2 separate regions of the Rattus norvegicus genome follow, and region 1 is linked to region 2. The links are chromatin contacts, called in public Hi-C maps. All regions are on one chromosome and are shown on one strand. Each heading gives the region's core, a stretch centred on a gene start, on an enhancer-like site or on the middle of the called end of the contact. The rest is flanking DNA. Distances are from core to core; before and after follow the strand shown.

Region 1 (6,943 bases), core at 3,684-6,183, 200 kb before region 2:
ATTTTATTTGTATGAGTATTTTGCCTCTTGTATATAAGTGTACCACATGTATGCCTATAAAGGTCAGAAGAGGGCATTAAATCTCCTGGAACTGGATTACAAATATTTATGGGCCACATGTGGGTGCTGAGGACTGAATCCAGGTTCTCCTACCAAAGCAAAAAAATAAAATAAAATAAAAAAGCTATTAATTGCTGGGTAATCTCTTCATCTCCTGACTGCAGTTTTTAAATAGTATGTTTTTAAGTTTTTTTCCCCCAACTAGTGTTTCAAAAGTCTTGGCTCTCAATAAAAGGCAGGGTGACTTTGATGATGAAAAGGCAAATTTGGAATTCCTAGGAGAGTAGAGTTCAAATCAGAAAACACTCAAAAAGACAGTTTATCATCTTCAAATATTTATGCAATGAATGGCTACAAATGAGCTGTGAACTTATATCCTATTTAGCTCACATCCTCGAGGAATGGTGGTTTGAAATGGCTATAATTTTAGCTTGCAGTCGCTCACATTTACAGGGAGCCGTTTGCAGGTAACATAAACCAAGAAAGCTCTTGCTCTTAGAGTCCTTGCTAGGAGACTGAAAGATGTGTGCAACAGTGGCCCACTACATGACTAATGATCCCAAAACCCAGTACTTAAAGAAACATTTATTAGATCTACTGTCATTCTGCAAATTAGTGGAGCTCAGCCAAAATCGTCTTATTTGGAAGATCTCATCGAGTTTCAGTCTGATGAAAGCTGAGCCCATAGTCATTGGAAGGTTCAACTGATATGAACATTCAAAATGAACCAAGCGTATGATTGGCAGCTGGTTAGGGTAATTTTCTGAAGATCTAAGAGAATAACAAACTGGAGTGCCCACATGCAACCTCTCCTGTGACTTGGGCTTCTTGGGGTATAGCACCTGCAATTCCATATGCAATTATTCTATAAGATAGAAGGATCCTTGTGCCCCAATTCTATACATTGCCATATTCTGTAGATCGAGGAAGTCACCACGAAAGCCTTCCAAGATTCAGTAAGGTAAATAGATACCATCTTGATAAGAAGATGACAAACCTACAGTCTAAAGCACTAAGAAAGATAAAAAAGACCAATGCCTCTGTTAAAAGATAAAAGCTACCACAGTGTGAACTGCCAGATAAATTGTTTGAGAACCGGTACCATTTACTATGCTAAGGTTATAAATCTGTACTCCATGAACCTGAAATGCCTGTACTTATGTGAATGATACCTGTCTGCTGTTTTCTGTGTTTTAGACGCTAAACTAAGCTCTTCATTGGTCCCACATTATCTAGTCCTCATAAAACCCTGTTTAAGTGAGAATGGCCCCAATAGATTCATTTGAATGAGCCCAGCTGGTGGGCGTGTTCGGAAAGGATTAGGGGTATAGCTTTCTTCAAGGAGGTGTGTTGCTTTAAGCTTTCAAAAGCCTTTGCCATTCCTGATTTGTTCTGCTTCCTACTCAGAGATCAAGATGTAAGCTTCCAGCTATTACTGCAACGGCATACCTTCCTGCCTGCTGTCATGTTTCCTACCATGGTAGTTATGGACTCTAACCCTCTGAAACTGTAAGCCCTAAATAAACTCTTTTTTTCTGCAAGTTTTCTTGTCCATGGTTCTTACCACAGTAATAGAAAAGTAACTAAAACATAGCTTAACAGTTATTATCATACATTGATAGAAGATGAAACTTACTCAAAGAAAGATTAAATTGCTTCCCCAAGATCACAGAGGCAGTGAAGAATCATTGCTCTAAATATTTAATACTATTCTATCTTAGATCTTCTTTTTTTCTTTTTTTCTTTCTTCTTTTTTCTTTTTTTTTTTTTTTTTTTTTTTTTGGAGCTGGGGACTGAACCCAGGGCCTTGCGCTTGCTAGGCAAGCGCTCTACCACTGAGCTAAATCCCCAACCCTTATCTTAGATCTTCTAATTGAAAATATTCTCTATGTCATAGTTGTATTAAGGAGATCTCTCTCTCTCTCTCTCTCTCTCTCTCTCTCTCTCTCCTCCTAACCCCCTCTCTCTCCACCCCCCCACACAAATTTGAAGCATATTTATACATAAATTAGCTGGAGAAATAGAACATCAAGATACCTCTTGAGGCTGGCTATATGGATACTGGAGAATACATTAAAAAGTACAGAGTAAAAAAATGTGGCTTACAAAATCCAAAGCAAACACATGTCTAGAATGTATTTATCAGACCCATGAGGAAGTTAGCCAACAAGGCTGATTTAAAGAGAACTTTAAAGACAGAAATGTTTCTATTTGCTGAAATAAAAGACACTTGACTAAGATTGCTCATTTAGACTTTAAAAGTGGTTAGTATTCCACAAAAACACAGAAGCTACAGTCACATTTCTTCCAGACAGAAATTACTTGTATCTTTCAGTCAATTCATTTGTATTGCCATATGTGGCGGTTTGAATATGCTTGGCCCAGGGAGTGGCACTATTAGGAAGTGTGGCCTTTTTGGAGGAAGTGTGTCACTATGGGGTGGACTTTGAAGCTCCTACGCTCAGGTTCCACCTGGTATGAAAGAGAGCCTCCTTTTGGCTGCTAGCAGCAGCCAGTCTCTTCCTGGCTGCCTTCAGATCAAGATGTGGAACTCTGGGATCCTCCAGCACCATGTCTACCTGCACACTGCCATTCTTCTTGCCATGATGATGATACTAGACTGAATCTCTGATACTGTAAGCCAGCCCCAATTAAATGTTTGCCTTCATAAAGGTTACTTTGGTCACAGTGTTTCTTCACAAGGATGGAAACCCTAAGCCACCATTTATCTTGGTTCTTCTATTACTGAGATAAACACCAAGACCAAAAGCAATTTGGAAAAGAAAGGGTTTTTTTTTCACTTTATTAGTTAAAGTCCCTCATGAAGGGAAGTCATAGTAACAATTCAAGGAAGGAACATGGAGTCATAAATGGAATGGCGCAGAGTGCTGCTTACTGGCTTGCTCCCTGCAACTTGCTCAGTCTGCTTTCTTTTATCACCCAAGGCTATCTACCCCCAGGGGTGGCAATGCCCCCAGTGGGATAGGCAGTCTCACAACAATCATTAGTCATGAAAAACTTGCCTACAGGCCAAGCATGAATATATATGAGAACATACTACAGAGTGAGTTGCGTGGGGATGCAGCATTTTATAGTCTTGAAGCTGAAACCTTAGAATAAAACATAAAGGCAGGAGTGGGTAGCATTGTTGTTCTTGGCAAAGATCTCTTGGCTCTGACATCGAAAGCACAAGCAACAAAAACAAAAACAGAAAAATGCAACAACATCAAACTACAAGCTTTTGCACAGCAAAGCCAACGGGCGGAAAAGGCAACCTTTAAAATTATAGGAAAATTCGCCATGCATTTCTCTGGTAAGGGGTTATAATCGAAAACATGTAAGGAATAACTGGTTGCTCAATGGGGAAGATGCAAGGCTAAGTCCTGGAGGTCTGCAGCGTAGTATTCTGCTGCATACATAGCAAGATTGGCTCATGAGCTTCCTTTTGCAAAAAAAAAGTGCAAGGAACAATGGAGCATCATAGAGAAAACACTAGTAGGAAAGATCAAGAACCAATAGAGAGTCATTGACCTTGGTAAACAAAACAAGAACATCAGGACAGAAAAATGATCCAGGCCGGGTAGCTCATGCTTATAACCCCAGATAAGTCTCCTCGAAGGAGACTGAGGCAGGAACACTGCCAGTTTAGGTCAGCCTAGCCCAAAGTAAGTCAAGGTCAGCTTGGGTAATTTAATGGCATTGTGCCTCAAAATGAAAGATGGCTAGATGGGCCAGCTAAAACAGAACTACTTTAGCTCTGGACACAATAGTCATACAGAGAGAGAGAGAGAGAGAGAGAGAGAGAGACAGAGAGACAGAGAGACAGAGAGACAGAGAGACAGAGAGACAGAGAGACAGAGAGACAGAGACAGAGAGACAGAGACAGAGAGACAGAGACAGAGACAGAGAGAGACAAAGAGAGAAAGAGAGACAGAGTGACAAAGACAGAGAGACAAAGAGAGAGAGTGAAAAAGACAGAGAGAGTGAGACAGAGAGACAGAGACAGAGACACAGAGAGAGACACAGAGAGAGACAGAGACAGAGACAGAGAGAGACAAAGAGAGAAAGAGAGACAGAGAGAGTGACAAAGACAGAGAGACAAAGAGAGAGAGTGAAAAAGACAGAGAGAGAAAGGCAGAGAGAGAGAGACAGAGACAGAGACAGAGAGAGTGACAAAGACAGAGAGACAAAGAGAGAGAGAGAGTGACAAAGACAGAGAGAGAAAGGCAGAGAGAGAGAGACAGAGAGACAGAGAGAGAGACAGAGACAGGGACAGGGACAAAGACAGAGAGACAGAGAAAGAGAGACAGAGAGAGTGACAAAGACAGAGAGACAAAGAGAGAGAGTGACAAAGACAGAGAGACAAAGAGAGAGAGTGACAAAGACAGAGAGACAAAGAGAGAGAGTGACAAAGACAGAGAGACAAAGGCAGAAAGAGAGAGAGAGAGAGAGAGAGAGAGAGAGAGAGAGAGAGCAAGCCCCGATTTGAATTCGTCATTTTTCTCCCTGAATCTCCTATCCCTGCTGTCTGTTATCTGTCCCCAACAAAGAGCTTTGCATGAAAAACACAGAAAGCATGATATGGGAAAGAAATGAGGAATCTCCTATCTCAATCAAAACATTGTAGTGTGGTTTACCAGAGAAGAACGTTCTTAACTGACCTTCTTGTTCAGGGCACGGAAGACAAGACAATTTAAAATTGAAGAATGCGTTTAGCTTAGCCTGCAGAAGCTGATTCCATAGGAAGCTCATGGCATAGTAAGGCTTGCTATGTTGTTATGTTTTTAAGCAGGCTGAAGACACAGTAGGGAAACAGAGTGAGTACATAGTTTCCCATGGTATCAGGACATGTTATTTATTAACTTACTTCAGTTCGAGAGTTTGGTAAAAATTAACTCTGGCAGGCTTTGCCCTTCTCCCCATTCCCTCTGCCTCATTAACAACCATTAGATTACATTCCTAAAGCTGGCCACCAAGGTCTACTCCCTTATTTGACTACTTGCTCCTCCTGAGACTGACTCCCAAGGTCCAGCTACCAAAGTATTGAAGTCCAGCAATCATAAGTCCCCTATGGCTCACGTAATTAATATGACCAATTAAAATTTAACACCTTGTCCTAACACAGGGTTTCCCCTTTTACCTTTATAAACTATTTGCCTATGGGCCACTTCTGTCTCCTCTCTGTCCACATGCAGTCCTTTGTCCTCCTGGATAAATACCCTTCCCACTCTCCTTTGTCGCCTCCCCTTTCTCTCTCTTCCTCTATCTCCTGACTTTGTCTCTTATTCCCTGCCTTTTGTTCCTCTAGGGCAAATAAATCTGCTTTGGGGCTGAGAACTTGGCCTTGATGGTCCTAAGCCAATACCAGTCCCTTCAGGAAGAGGATCAGGAGTTGGTTTGCGGCCATCCTCATTTACTTAACCACTTTAAGCCCAGTATGGGGTACATGATATTCTGCTTAAATTCATACATACATAGATAAATAAATGAATGAATGAGAGAAATATTTGTTTGTTACTTAGTAATAGATCCCTTGCTTAGCATGAGTAAGGTCCTAGTTTTGATGCGCAGACTGATTTTGTAAGAAAGAGAGAGATTTGGACAGAGAAGGAGGAAGAGGAGGAGATGGAGGATGATAAAAAGAATCTAGGGGTATATTGTTGTGTTAGAATAGAACACCAGGCCAATAATGGTCCCACGTAGAAGAGGGTTACTAAGAATGATGGAGACAGAGGGGGAAAGAGAGAGAGAAGAGAGAAAGAGAGGAAGGGACAGAAAAGGTCTACCATTGAACTTCAATGTAACTGCTCCCAGGTAAAGGTGAGAGTTGAACCAAATGTATGCTGGGAATGTGTGGCCGTTGCCATGGCAACAGATGCTCATGTCCCTGTTGCCTGCAAAAGCAGTTCCTGAGACCAACAAATATAATAAACATAAAGGTACGGAAAGTCTGGAGGTTAAATCTATATGAACAAATAGCTAAGATTGTTTTAGGTTTTATAAATTATTGACTTGATAAAAATCTAGAATAACCTTGAAGTCTCCTGAGAGGGATTTTTCTTGATGGTATTGATTAAGGAGGGATGTCCCAGGATGGATCCTAGACGGTATAAATGGAGAGGCAGCACGCATTCATGGCTTTCTTCTTCTGACTATGGATATGATGAGGCCAGCTGTTTCACACTCCTGTTGCCTTGACTTCCCCAAGCTTGATGGAGTATCCCTTGAACTGCGAGCCAAAAGAAATACTTTCTTTCTTAAATCACTTTTATCCGGTCATTTTGTCACAGCAATGGGACCTAAGATATGTTTGTTCTTTAAGGATAATGTAACAGTGAAGTGTGGAATTGAGTACCTAAGTAAAAATAAAGATGTTTGTAGCAAATTAGTTAAGTTACTTTGGCTCCTGGTTGGTTGCACACATTGCACCCACCCAAGAGATCTCTGGACTCGAGAATGAAAACACACATACACATACACACACACACACACACACACAAACACATACATACACACATACACACACATACACACACACATACACACACATACACACACATACACACACACACACACAGAGCAGCTAATTTTGATACACCTTGACTAGTTCAATGGCTGAGCACCTCTAAACCTCCCCTCTGCTAGCATGCACTCCCCTCCGGTATACCTGAGTTAACATATTTTAAAATCTATATTTCATCTCTGCTACCCCAATCAGAGGAATGGCCCCTAGGGCCACTTTCCTAGAATCCTGCATGTTGGTGGGCCTTTAAGTCATGTTCTCTTTGCTCCCCCATCATGGAGATTCTCCTGTTCTTCTCCCTCTTTCCTTAGTCCCTTGCCTGCTCAATCTAAAAGTCCCGCCTCCATCTCCCCGCCCAGC
Region 2 (6,793 bases), core at 2,967-5,466:
GCTTTTGGGATTTACATTCTATTGACTGAATTACAATAATTAACCTGTGTATGAAATTAAATACAACCCTAAGGAGTAATTGTATGTAGATTGTCTTAAATTCTGAGGACTTCTGTAAAAAATCACATGCCAAAGGAACAAAGGGCAATTTAACTATCCTGGCTCGAGATGGCAGCCAGTCAGTCCTGAGTCTAATACCTGAGAATGCCTCACGACCTTCGAGTTCCTGGCTCTGTGTATCAGGTTCAACATCCACAAGATCCAACGATGAATCCGTGGAGGAAGAGTTTAAGCAAAGACGTGAACATGTGCAGATGTATTTCCTGTCGTTCCATAAATAGTACAGTAAATTCCTCCTCGTATAGCATGAGATTGTATTTATTATACATAACCCACAGTATGTAAGATGACCTAAGTACATGAGAGATACTTTCAGGTTAGATGAAATACTCTGCAATTTTTATTACACTTATTTATTCCTCTCCCTCTCCCTCTCCCTCTCCCTCTCCCTCTCCCTCTCCCTCTCTCCCTCTCTCCCTCTCCCTCCCCCTTCCCCCTCCCTCTCTCCCTCCCTCTCCCTCTCTCTCTCCCCCTCTCTCTCTCCTCTCTCCCTCTCTCCCTCTCTTTCTCTCTCTCTCTCTCTCTCTCTCTCTCTCTCTCTCTCTCTCTCTCTCTCTCTCTCTGTACAGTGAGTGCCCTGACACACACGCGAAGGTCAGAGAACAACCTTTAAGAGTTTATGTTCTCCTCCCAGCATGTCCGTCCCCTCAGTCTAACTCAGGTCCTTGGTCTTGACAAGTACCCTTATCCTCAGAGCCATCTTGCCAGCCCATGTTGGAATTTTTTTTTTGTAAGAGACTCAAGGATCTTCAAGTTTTGATCCTCCAGGGAATCTCCAGTAGATACCAAAGGGAAAACTATATTCAATATCCAACTGTGGTTGCTTATGGCCCATTTAATAATAGAACCTTATTTGCTCAATATTAGATTGTTCAGACTTTAATGTTCACTTCTCATTAGTAAATAATGCCAGTGAGTGGTTGTCTGGTTTCCTACGTGCTTCTGCAATAACAATTTACTATTTAATTTCTATAGTAGTCTGAACGGTGTCTGAAAATTTCACCCTGGGCATATTTCTTTTCTTAGCAAAGGGCAGGGCGAAGAGAATGGATGACTCTAGGAAGTCCATCATAATGAAGGAAAATGGATCAAATCACAATCCTGAGAACAGAGGTAAAGAATTATTTCCATTTAAAAAGAAGACTTCTCAAAGAAGTACAGGCCGACAGGATCTCTCCTGAGAGACACAGTCAGAATACAGCAAATACATAGGCGAATGCCAGCAGCAAACCACTGAACTGAGAATAGGCCCCCGTTGAAGGAATCAGAGAAAGAACTGGAAGAGCTTGAAGGGGCTCGAGACCCCTTATGAACAACAATGCCAACCAACCAGAGCTTCCAGGGACTAAGCCACTACCTAAAGACTATACATGGACTGACCCTGGACTCTGACCTCATAGGTAGCAATGAATAGCCTAGTAAGAGCACCAGTGGAAGGGGAAGTCCTTGGTCCTGCCAAGACTGAACACCTAGTGAACGTGACTGTTGGGGGGAAGGTGGTAATGGGGGGAGGATGGGGAGGGGAAGCCCATATAGAAGGGGAGGGGGAGGGGTTAGGGGGATGTTGACCCGGAAACTGGGAAGGGGAATAACAATCGAAATGTAAATAAGAAATACTCAAGTTAATAAAGATAAAAAAAAAGACTTCTTGCTGGCTTTATTTTTTTTTAATATTTATTTATTTTATGTACACTGTATCTGTATCTGTCTTCAGAGACACCAGAAGAGTTCATCAAATCGTATTACAGATGGTTGTGAGCCACCATGTGGTTGCTGGGAATTGAACTCAGGATCTCGGGAAGAGCTGTCAGTGCTCTTAACCACTGAGCCATCTCTCCAGCCCCCTTGCTGGCTTTAACTTACTCTTCTCTGCTTGTCGGAGTTCTCTCTCTCTCTCTCTCTCAATCTCTCTCTCTCTCTCTCTCTCTCTCTCTCAATCTCTCTCTCTCTCTCTCTCTCTCTCTCTCTCTCTCTCTCTCTCTCTCTCTCTCTCTCTCTCGCCAAGCTCACACTTAAAGCCCCTGGATCTTGTTTCTTGTCATTCAAATGTAAAACGTGTCTTCCCAGAGAGCAGTAAAATCCACATATCTCATTATAAGTGTTCACTGAATTTCTCTAGAACCTAAAATTACTAAACAAGATTACTCAACAGTCTTGCCTTGAGGCAAGTTGGAGGAAAGCAAGAACGAGAGCTAAGATTTCTCTCTGAGAAAAGCAACCAACTTCATAACTTTGGCTCAAAGCTAGGCTCACTGTTTCTTAAAGGAGATAGCCCAGCACTCCAAGCTGGAACCAAGGTGTTCTGATAGCATCTTGGTGGGAATGAACACAATTTTTAAACACATAGTTTGGTTTCCTCTTACCTAAACATACACAGCTCCTGAGGATGGGTGTGGAGAATAAAGGGAGGAATATCATTGGATCTCTTTGTTCCTTTTCCTAATGTGGCCACATTGGATAAATCTCCTTTTTCTTTCTTTCACTCTTGGCTTATTAAGGATGAGTGGTCCAGCCTAGCTTGTTAGAGCGGCGAAGGCCCAAGCTCTAACCCTACCAATTCCTGTACTTTTCTTGGGAATCTCCAGGCCACATTGCCTGTGGAGCTGTGCTAGGCTAGGGGCTTTGATTGAACACCTTTAGAAATGGTATATTTGGCTCTTGCTTCCTGATTCTTCTCATCTTCCCCAAGTCCTCATCACCCTCTTTTCTCTGTGCCATTCCTCTTAATAATTGTTACCCTGGCAAGGTATGATGGCAATGCCTATAGTCCCAGCACTTGGAAAGAAATGGGATCATCGATTTGAGACCACCATGGGCTACACAATGACCTGAAAGACAGTCTGAGCTACACAGCAAGACACTGTCATAGAAGACAAAATAGGACTGTGCAGATGGCTCAGTCAGTCCAGGGTTTGCTGGGAAACCATGAGGTCTTGAGTTTATTCTCATAGCCCATATATAAAGCCAAGCACAGTAGTGTACATTTATAATACCAATGCTGGAGAGGGAGAAACAGGCAGATCCCTAGGGCTTGCTGGCCAGCCAACCCAACCCAATAAGTCAATGGGAGAGAAACTCTGTCTTTAAAAAAAGAACAAGGTGGATGATGTCTAGATGAGTAACACTCAAGGTTGACCTCTGGCCTGAACATGTACACACACAACCACACACACATACACACACACACACACAAGAAAACAAAACAATAGCAAAGAAAACAATAAACACTTGCACTGGATGTAGCTTTCAAAGAAATTAATCCTTTCTGAGTCTCATTTCTCATTTCCTAATCACCATGATAGCTCTTTAGCAAATAGATTTCACAACATGGAAAATATTTTTAAGTCCTCTATGGAGGTATGCCAAAAGCACCTGTGATCTGTGGTCATGAACAATTCAAACATGGACATGAGTTCCATTCTGAGTAAAGGACTGAAATAAAAATTACCCATAACGCCATTACTCAAAGCCCACTGTTCAAGACATTGGCACATTTCCCTCCATTTTCTTTTCTACTTGAAAAAAAAGGACATAATAAATAGGATCTATTTGAAAATGGTTTTTATTTGGATCAGTTATTTAAGAAATTTGTTCCTTCATTCCCAGCAGGGAGATTAGGAAAATTTCCTTACTGTTTTTTTCATTCTCCTGTAATGTACTCATTTCCTTCAAAGGTAGCTTAAATCATTGACAGAAAAATCAGATGAAGCATTATCTGCCCCTGCTTCTTTTCCTAACTGGAAGACATATTCTCTAATTAAAATTATAGATTAGCAAAGCCCTAACTCATTAGCATCTGTCCTCTCATTTCTAACAACTTAGCTTATCCAGGTTGTTAGTACTTCCTAACATGTTTACTATGAAAGGGGGCCTCTAAGACTTCTCTAAAACCCTGTTCTGTGTGTCTGGTAATGGCCTGGGGTTGGATACTTGTTTAATGATCAATGAAAGCTTCTCTCCATGTAACTGAGTTTTTCAGAGAGTAGAATAACCAAGTCAATGTTTAACTGCATTCTTTAGTTCTGGAATGGCAAAGTAGAAGTTGAAGGGAAGTCTCCATGGAAACCAACCTCCCAGGAAGTGGCCAGAGAAGTTAGTGTCAGGGGTACAGAACAGGGAGGATGTCATGAAGGAAACACCTGCTTTGGTAAGCCAAGGTAAACTCCTGAAAATACTTAAATCAAGCTCTGTAAAGGCTCTCAAGCCCTCTCCATCATGGTTTTCTTCTCAATATTTCAAGGAACATGGGCCTGGGCCACTCCAAGACTCACCCTCAGGTGATCAAAGTCACACCTTTACAAAGCCAAGAAGCGAAGACACCCTCAACTTGCCCCGTGTTCTTTGCATTGAATCGGAACCTGGAAGAAAAAAGTTCATACTCATTCACGAGACTGCAGGAGCAAAATCGAACTCTGGAACAGCTACCACCTCTTAGAGAAACCTGGTATGGAAGACTCCCTGCAGGTATGGCAAAACCAAACATGAGAGCTGCATGTCTGGGACTTGGGAGGGCTGTGGTACATTTACATGACTGTCTCCATGATCTCTGGAAATCTAGATTATTGAAATGTAGGAGAATATTTTTCACTGAGGACTGATTGCTTGTCAGATGAATGTCTTCTGTTAAATTTAATGCTTGTATCAATTCTGGATAAAGTGCTTTTCACCCTTCTGTATAAGGGAACACCGTCTGGTTTCACCTGAGTCTGTGGTGATTTCAATGCCTATGCCCACTTCCTTGTGCAGTCACAGAGAATGTTGACAATCGCAAAGGCCACAGAAATTACAAGGCCACATGTGCTAAATGGTGACAGTAGTGCTTCAGTTGGGAGTCTAAATTTAAGCTGTTGTCTCCATGGGGACTTAATGCATGAGGCTTTATAGTTTTGAGAGTAGGAGGAGTGTAGGAGTAGCCCTCTCCAATGCGAATTGTGAAACCAACCCAAACAGAATTGATTTATTACACGAGAGACAGTGGGTGAGTCACCCTTCCTTAACCCCATGTTCTTCATGGTCATCACAGAACTAAGAAACTTTTTCCCACACTGATGGGGAAGCTCTGGGCCTAAAGTGGCTGCAAGTTGTTCTTGGATATTGATTATGATGTGTAAAAATGTCTCCTGGTGACCATAAAGATAATTAAAACAGATATGCTGACTTGGGATGAGAAATCCATGTTTACATGTGTTATCTGGTTACATATTCCATACATTTGTGTCATCTTTTATCTTCTTCACACTCCGTATCAATAACACAAATGGACTCTTCTTCCCTTCATTTGGGGAATGGGGGAGGATTTCATGCTATTGAACTTGTGAGCTGGAGTTACAGCTCAGAGATAGAGCACTTCGCCTAGTACATGTGAGACCCTGGATTTCATTTCCAGTACAGAGGGAGATGTCTTAAGACTAATCGGTAAGTTTCTATTTTCCAGGCTAAATTCTGTGTTTGAGTAATACCTGTGACCAGTACATAGTTAACTTTGCATTTTTTTGCCAGCCCGGGGTGATACAGAAAGAATAAATCAGACTAAAATGTTGTCACCTGCATTCGTGCAGGAGCCCTGCTCTGTGTGTCTCCTCTCTGCATCCAACCAGTGAGTTAGGCGTGTGTAATTGAAAGATGCAAACTGTGTAGATAGTCACCCTGGATGCCTAACTTGACAATAAATTAATGGTCTATTATTATTGCCCCTCCCCCCAATCTTTCAAGTATCCAGGGCCGTGTATCTAGACATCCCACTGAAACATGAAGAAACGAGTATTATCAAAAGGCATCCACCCCGAAGAATTCAAGTAAGATGAATTTAAAAGTCTTCTTAAGGAATGTCTTTAATAACTTACACCCCTTTTCATCCATAATCATAGAAGAACCTTAAATGCCTTGTTAATGAGATGCAGTTACAAAGAATATTGACGGTTGCAAAGGCCATAGTATTAGAATTTCCTTTAGCAGTGATGTCACTTCTGAGGCTCATAACCCCCTCCCCAAAAGGATGTGAACAAGGAAATAGACAGAGATTTAAAGGACCCAAATGTAGCACTTGGTTGGCTGAACATTTGAAAATGGCAGTTACTACAACTATTTAAGTCAAACACTACACAGGCCTCTGATACTTCTACCCTTTGGTGTAAATGTCTCCATCTCCCCTTAGTCCCATCCTTTAATCATCCTAGATGTTGTAAGCAGTTGTTGAAGTTAGGGACTCTAGAGCCAGATATTGTCGTGCATCACCTTAACCCTAGCCCTTGGGAAGCAGGTGCAAGCAGATCTCTGTAAGTTCAAGGCCAGCCAGGGCTACATCATGACTGACTGAAAGAGAGGGGATAGGGGAATAAGGGACATCAGAGAAAGAATTTTTAATGCGTCCACCTTGATTTAAAATTATTCCCTTTAGAGAAGTATAAATTCCAATAGGACAGCTCATCCTAAAAAGAGAAAGAGATCAGAATGGGTCCTTGGAAAAGAGTGTCTATGGGGTTCTCTGTGAGCAGAACAAAGGAAGTAGTCAAACCCTTGCCTGCCACATTCAGCCAGATGCCCAGACTGGTTCCAGGGGTTAATGGAGTTCTTTGTTGAGGACTGTTGTCTCAGTCGGTTCTTACGGACTTGTCTTCTTTGAAAACTCAAAATTACTATGAAGTGATTATTACCTTTAGTTCCAAAAGAGCAT

What was found. A called contact is a pair of places that touch in the nucleus more often than the background predicts.
Region 1: a Hi-C map of liver shows a contact between it and region 2, with 2.6 times the contacts expected there. The contact joins the enhancer-like site here to the promoter of Ccdc198 in region 2. A contact is called at or near these places in 3 of 12 Hi-C or Micro-C datasets (kidney and liver).

What each region holds. Positions count from the first base shown.
Region 1 is chr15:25,201,756-25,208,698 of GRCr8, reverse strand. The region is part of intron 1 of Slc35f4 (solute carrier family 35, member F4); the gene reads left to right. Among named protein-coding and RNA genes, the nearest start is that of Slc35f4, 110 kb to the left of the region's middle. Within about 2 kb of position 4,933, at least 4 of the 93 cell types and tissues checked have an H3K27ac peak or open chromatin away from gene starts, as enhancers often do. A contact at or near this core is called in kidney and liver, where this site is marked.
Region 2 is chr15:25,003,965-25,010,757 of GRCr8, reverse strand. Ccdc198 (coiled-coil domain containing 198) reads left to right here and starts at 4,216. Exons shown (of 7, transcript NM_001427732.1): 1 at 4,216-4,267; 2 at 4,361-4,584; 3 at 5,833-5,915. The coding sequence starts at 4,365.